2 separate regions of the Ovis aries genome follow, and region 1 is linked to region 2. A link is a contact called in public Hi-C data. All regions are on one chromosome and are shown on one strand. The core of a region is the stretch at or near the end of the contact, and the rest is flanking DNA. Distances in the headings are between cores, read along the strand shown. Region 1 overlaps IL10RB (interleukin 10 receptor subunit beta). Region 2 holds the start of IFNAR1 (interferon alpha and beta receptor subunit 1).

Region 1 (3,242 bases), core at 262-2,761, 82 kb after region 2:
CAGGAGAATGAACCTTGCTCTGGAACAGCAGGGCCTTCTATGGGGATTGTGGCAAAGTGTCAACTCTTACTTCCCCAGGGCAGATCAAAGAACCCTGATGGGCACACAGTCTTGGAGCCACCTGGACGGCAGGCCCCCTGCTGGCCTCTCCCAGCACTTGGCACACTGTGTGGCCATAGATACTCCCTAAACATCTAGTGAATGGTGAGGGCACCCATCATGGGGAAGAGGCTGGACGGGCCTGCTGCCCTCTCTTGCACTGTGATTAACACTGGCAGTGACCTTGCAGCCTGTCCAGCTTGTGCCCTGGCCGAGTTCAGGGAACTCACTCCTTATCCCTGCACCCTATGAATTCTCGTTTCAGTTACTAGAATCGAGTGGTGGTGCCTTTAGCAGGTTCAGCTCAGATGGGTTTTCTGGGTGGATACAGGGTCATGGGGCAAGGGAACTGGTAGGGGTGGCCCCCAGGCTTTACGAGAGCTGATGATGGTAGGTCAGCTTGTGATCTGACGTCCCAGCTCTGGAGGAAGTTCCAGGACCGTCTACTCATCTCTCTATCTTTCCACTTAATATTTCTGTAGCTCTTTAATTTGCCATGCATCAGAATTACCCATGAAATATTAATTAAACATTGACTCCTGGGCCCCACCCTGGCACGGTTGGTGACACTGTGATGACTCCCCTGGGGGCAGCTCCTGGGCCTCCTTGGGCCTCCAACCCAGACATTTCAGCATCTTACACAGGACGTTATTCCATGGGCATACCCGGTTGATGGTGATAAAATTCAAAAGATGCTACTGTGACTTACTGAGAAGGGGGAATGGGGAAGGAGAGGGGATACTGCTTTACACAGGCTGTGACCTGTAGAAGAATCTGGTACTGAACTGAACTGAACTAGTAATCAACACTATCTGTGTGAAGCCCTTAACTTGCTTCAGTCTAGCTAGCCATGCCTCATGTGAACTCCCTTTTCCTGTCTCACCCTCGGGCAAGTCTTCCCTTTGCTTCAGTATGGGATGAATCTGTAGGCATGGGCGGAGATGTTACTTCCTGTTATTTGTTGAGCTGACTTCATCTCTCTGAACCTTCACCTTCCTTCTGGGAAAACGGAAAAGAACCTTTCCACACTTTCACTGAAAACTTGTGAGGTTTTAAACAGGAGAACTACATTTAAACAAACAAACAAACAAAGCCCTAAACTGATGTTTGACAGAAGCAGGTTTTCAGTGGGCTATTCTATTCTTTTATAAAATGTCTGGATTTTGTTAATGAGCAATCATTTAGAGTTAGAAGATATTTGAAATACTTTCCTTTCTGGTCCAAGTGTGTGCCTCATGCCATGGTTCGTGACATAAGCCTGAAGTAATATTTAAAGGTGTGATTTTATTTAAAAAAATTTATTTATTTGGCTGTCAGGTCTTACTTTCAGGGCTCTAGAGCACATGGGCTCAGCAGTTGTAGCGCAAGGGCTAAGCTGTCCTATAGCACATGGGATCCTCGTTCCCCGACCAGGGATCAAACCAGCATTGCCTGAAATGGAAGGTGGATTTTTAACCACTGGAGCATCAGGGGAAGTCCCTAAAAGTATGATTTGAATAATGTCCTTATTAATAACAGTAATGACACCTAACCTGTACTGCAGGCTGACTCTGTGCCTGGCACTGTCCTGGGTGACACCTTTGATTACTCTCATCCTGTAGATGAGGTGATGGAGGCAGTGGGCAGTTCAGGATCTGCCCCAAGTCACTCATTGTGCTGGAATTCACAGCAGGGAATGATGGGACACGGAACAACCAGGCACGTACTCAGGCCTGGAGAAAGCAGTTGGCAGGTGTTTAGAGGAAAGAGCGAAGATCCCAAAGTCAGCATGCTAGTGATTTAAACAGGATGGGTGCTGCCAGGGCACAGAATTCTCATTCAAGCACAAATGATTCACGAGCGGAATAAAAAGGTAGGCTTTTGGGAGTTCTCTGGTGGTGCAGTGGGTAGGACTCTGCGCTTTCACTGCCAAGAGCCTGGGTTCAATCCCTGGTTGGGGAATGAAGATCCCACAAGCCTTGAGGGGCAGCCAAAAAAAAAGTTCTTTTTGGTTTTTATTAAGGCAGGCTTTTGTTATTTAGAGGCACTTGCTGAGAGGCTCAGCCACAAGGTGGAACACAGGCAGGTGGGCTTAGCCTTGGACAGCAGTGCCTCGGCACTAGCTGGGGGCTACAGAAAAAAGAGAGAGGCAGAGAATCCCCTGCAGAGAGACAGCAAGACTCCATCTTCTATGTGGCTCTGTAATCCTGAGAAACCGTGCTTAATATTATTGCAGAATACTTTTGGATGACACTGGAAAGATCACGTGACCGGGTGAGATGAGAGATTTCTGGATTTGGGCAAGTAACTTTGTTCATCTACAAAACAAGGGAAAGAAACCTCAACAAGATTCAGGAAACTCCAGGCTGGTAAGCCTGATTCAGTGTCCAGAAAAAGATACAAAAATTCTAAAATGGATCGTTAAGTAGCCACGTGTTGTTTGTTGTTTAGTCACTAAGTCATGTCCGACTCTTTTGTGACCCTCTGGACTATGGCCCACCAGGCTCCTCTGTTCATGGGATGTCTCAGGCAAGAATAACTGGAGCAGGTTGCCATTTCCTTCTCCCAGGATCTTCCCAACCCAGGGATCGAACATATGTCTCTTGCACTGGCAGGCTGATTCTTTATCACTGAACCACTAGGGAAGGCTGAAATTACGGCAAAGTTGTGTTTGACTCTTTGAGATTCTATGGACTTTAGCATGCTAGGTTTCCCTGTCTTTCACTATCTCCCAGAATTTGCTCAAATTCATGTTCACTGACTTGGGGATGTTATCTAATCATTGCATCCTCTGCAGCGCCTTCTTCTCCTGCCCTTAATCTTTCCCACCATCAGGGTCTTTTCCAGTGAGTCAGCTCTTGGCATCAGGTGGCCAAAGCACTGGAGTTTTGGCTTCAGCATCAGTCCTTCTAATGAATATTCAGGGTTAATTTCCTTTCGGATGGACTGGTTGGATCTCCTTGCAGTCCAAGGCACTCTCAAGAGTCTTTACAGGCACCATAATTTAGAAGCATCAATTCTTTGGCATTCAGCCTTCTTTATGGTCCAGTTCTCACATCCATACATGACTACTGGAAAAACCATAGCTTTGACTACCCAGACCTTTGTCGGCAAGCTAATGTTTCTGCTTTTTAATATGCTGTCTAGGTTTGTCATAGCTTTTC
Region 2 (3,407 bases), core at 269-2,768:
CCCCTGGAGGAGGGCATGGCAACCCACTCCAGTATTCTTGCCTGGAGAAACCCAGAGACAGAGGAGCCTGGTGGGCTACAGTCCATGGGGTTGCAAAGAGTCGAACAGGACTGAAGTGACTTAGCAAGCATGCAGGTGGCCTCACCAACTCCCGGATTTCTGCTCTGTTTCGAGGCCCTGTTTGTCTTTGGTATGTCTTCTCACTACAAGGTCAATCTTATAATAGCTGATATTTCCCCCAAGTATCCCCCCTAAATTAAGAAAGGTGGCAAATTAGCTTGGTGGCTCCCAGCCTTCCTGTTTGGCCCTGCCTGGTGGTCCGGTGGTTGAGTCGGCCTTGCAATGCAGGGGAAGAGGGTTCCATCCCTGGTTGGGGGATTTTGTTGTTAGGACCTCCCTTGTGGCTCAGACAGGTAAAGCATCTGCCTACAATGCAGAAGACCCGGGTTCGATCCCCTGGGTAGGGACGGTCCTCTGGAGAAGGAAATGGCAATCCACTCCAGTACTCTTGCCTGGAAAATCCCATGGATGGAGGAGCGTGGTAGGCTACAGTCCATGGGGTCACAAAGAGTCGGATACGACTGAGCGACTTCACTTGGTCTTATTATTATTAGACTGATTGAATCCTGAGGGCACAGAAATCCTTGCACACCTTACTGGGCATTTACCCGTGGGATCAAGAACTGTCTACTGAATGGAGAAAACCAGCAGCACAGCTCTAAGCCTTGTTTCTTATGAAGCGGTACAGTGAAGCTGCCTGATTTTTCAGAAGGAAACAAACTGGTCACCAAAGCAGTGCACATCCAGCCCTGCGGGGGTGGGAGGTGGGGGCAGGCAGCAGGCGCAGGCGAGGGCGCCCCCGAGCAAGCGGCTGGGGAAGAATCTCGAACATCACTTTCCGTTGTTTCATTTTTGGAAGGATCGATGCTGAAACTCCAATCCTTTGGCCACCTGACTCCTTGGAAAAGACCCTGAGGCTGGGAAAGATTGAGGGCTGGAGGAGAAGGGGACGACAGAGGATGAGATGGTTGGCCCGCATCACCGACTCGATGGATAAGAGCTTGAGTAAGTTCCGGGAGTTGGTGATGGACAGGGAGGTCTGGCCTGCTGCGGTCCATGGGGTCGCAGAGAGTCGGACACGAATAAGCGACTGAAACTTAAATTTGATCTTTTTGGGTCCGTTTCAATGAGGCGCTGCGACCGCGGACAACCAGAGGTCTCCCACCGAGGGCGTCTGTCCCTCCACCCCAGTCCCCGGGGCCGACGTTTCCCGCGCCGCCACCGCAGTCCAGCTGACGAGGCAGCGCCGGGACCCCTCTCTCTCTCACCTGAGGCGGCGGGCAGCACCCACCTCCCAGCGACCAGCATCAGGGTCGTCGCGCCAAGGAGGGAGAGCATCGTCCGCGGGCCGCCGGCAGCCCTCCAGTCACATCCTTCGGCCACCCACTACCGCTGCAGGCACCGCGCGGCGGCGCGACGGAGGCTGAAGCACCCAGGCCGCCCCGCCAAGGCCACCGCCCCACGTCCGCCGCGTCCCCTCGAGCCGCTCTGGCCCCGCCCCCTCCGCGTCGGCCCTTCCCTCAACCCTCTGACCAGCGCACGCGCCGTGCCTTCACCTCGCGTGTCCCCGTCCGCGCACGCGCGCGGGACAGCGCGGTCGGGGGGGTGGTGTCGAGGGGGAGTGGTGTGGTGTCGGGAGGCGGGGCGGCCTCGCCTCCGCCGCCCGCCCCCTGGTTCCCGGCAGTGACCGCTCACTAAGCCGTGCAACATCGGGTTCCAGGAAGACCGCGCCCCCCTGGAGGCCTAGACCCCTGGCGGGAACGCGGAGGTCGCCAGTGCGCCTGCGCAAACCTCGGGGCCGCTCTCCGCCCTTCCTATTAGTGGCAGCGGGAGGGCACACCGGGCGCTCTCGGCCCTGGGGGCGGGGCTGGGGGCTGGGAGGCCACGTCGCGGACTGGGGACCGTGGGGGGACGGTGTCGGGGAGGCTGAGGGGGAAAGGAATGAAGACGCTCCGAGCGAGCGGGTCAAGCCATTTCCTTTGTGCAGAGCTTCCCTGGTGGCGCAGACAGGAAAGCGTCTGCCTGCAATGCGGGAGACCGGGGTTCGATCCCCAGGTCGGGAAGATCCTCTGGAGAAGGGAACGGCTACCCACTCCCGTGCTCTTGCTTTGGAAAATTCCGTGGATGGAGGAGCCTGGTAGGATCGTACAGTCCATGGGGCCGCAAAGAGTCGGACACGACTGAGCGACTTCACTTTCTCTTTCTGTGAGCCAAGGCTTGTTGATGTTTAGTTGCTAAATCTTCAGCGACCCCATGGTCTGTAGCCCACCAGGCTCCTTCCTCTGTCCATGGGATTTCCCAAGCAAGAACTACTGGAGTCGTTTGCCGTCTGGGTAGGTGTGTCCAGAATTAACCCTAGGCACGTAGAGAGCTGACTTATTTGCAAAGACCCTGATGCTGGGAAGGATTGAAGGCTGGAGGAGAAGGGGATAACAGAGGATGAGATGGCTGGATGGCATCACTGACTCGATGGACATGAGTCTGAGCGAGCTTCGGGAGTTGGTGATGGACAGGGAGGCCTGGCGTGCTGCAGTCCATGGGGTTGCAAAGAATCGGACACGACTGAGCGACTGAACTGATAGAGGTTTCTTAGATGCACATAACATTTGGCAACAAGAATCACATTCAAATGGAAATATTTCCAAATACATTTTAAATGCAAGAATTATATTTAGTGACTACCTATAGAGTTTCTTTTGATTTTCATTTTTATACAATAAAAACAATTTTAGGGGATTTAATGCTTTGTTTTTCAGTATTGCTGCATGACATGCTAATGTTTTCCACTTGTTAAAGAAAGGTCAATCATATTTTGTAAAACCACAATTCACCTTTAAGTTGACAGTATTTGCATGGCACAGAAGACTTTCATGGTCTTTCCCATCTTAATACAATAACTGTAAAGTTTGAATTGTATTTTAATAAAATTGAATTAAAAAACATGACCACAGGCATGACACCCTGTATCACTTTGTGCACTTCATTTTCAACTTACTTGTTGTAAAAGTTTGTCTCTGGGTGAAGTAGGAACTAATTTCCTGTGTGGTGCTAGCTCTGTAACCTTAACCTAGAACCTCTCTTACCCCTTTTATTCAAGTCAAAACAATCCATCTGAGGTTAGATAACTGAGCAGGACCCTATGAGGCCTTCCCAGAATAGAGCCCCCACCTCTGTGTTCTCCACTTGCCCTTTGTCTGTAGAAAAACTTTGGTCAAAGAATAAAATTGACCAGAGAAGTGAGAAAATGCAGAAAGAAAGGAAAACAGTCAAGGAAGACAAAATAGTAGTATTAATACTTTAGCCATTAAAGTCAAAGACCATTAGTTCTTCCTCAGAGACTATAGATA

What was found. A called contact is a pair of places that touch in the nucleus more often than the background predicts.
Region 1: a contact with region 2 is called in a Hi-C map of blood, with 3 times the contacts expected there. The contact joins the enhancer-like site here to the promoter of IFNAR1 in region 2. A contact is called at or near these places in 3 of 16 Hi-C or Micro-C datasets (all in blood).

The regions. Positions count from the first base shown.
Region 1 is chr1:122,956,895-122,960,136 of ARS-UI_Ramb_v3.0, forward strand. The region is part of intron 5 of IL10RB (interleukin 10 receptor subunit beta); the gene reads right to left. Among named protein-coding and RNA genes, the nearest start is that of IL10RB, 19 kb to the right of the region's middle. Within about 2 kb of position 1,512, at least 13 of the 54 cell types and tissues checked have an H3K27ac peak or open chromatin away from gene starts, as enhancers often do.
Region 2 is chr1:122,874,552-122,877,958 of ARS-UI_Ramb_v3.0, forward strand. It overlaps IFNAR1 (interferon alpha and beta receptor subunit 1), which reads right to left and starts at 1,519. Exons shown (of 8, transcript NM_001009748.1): 1 at 1,329-1,519. The coding sequence starts at 1,398. It overlaps LOC114117969 (a long non-coding RNA gene), which reads left to right and starts at 891. Exons shown (of 2, transcript XR_003591522.2): 1 at 891-1,065; 2 at 1,192-3,005.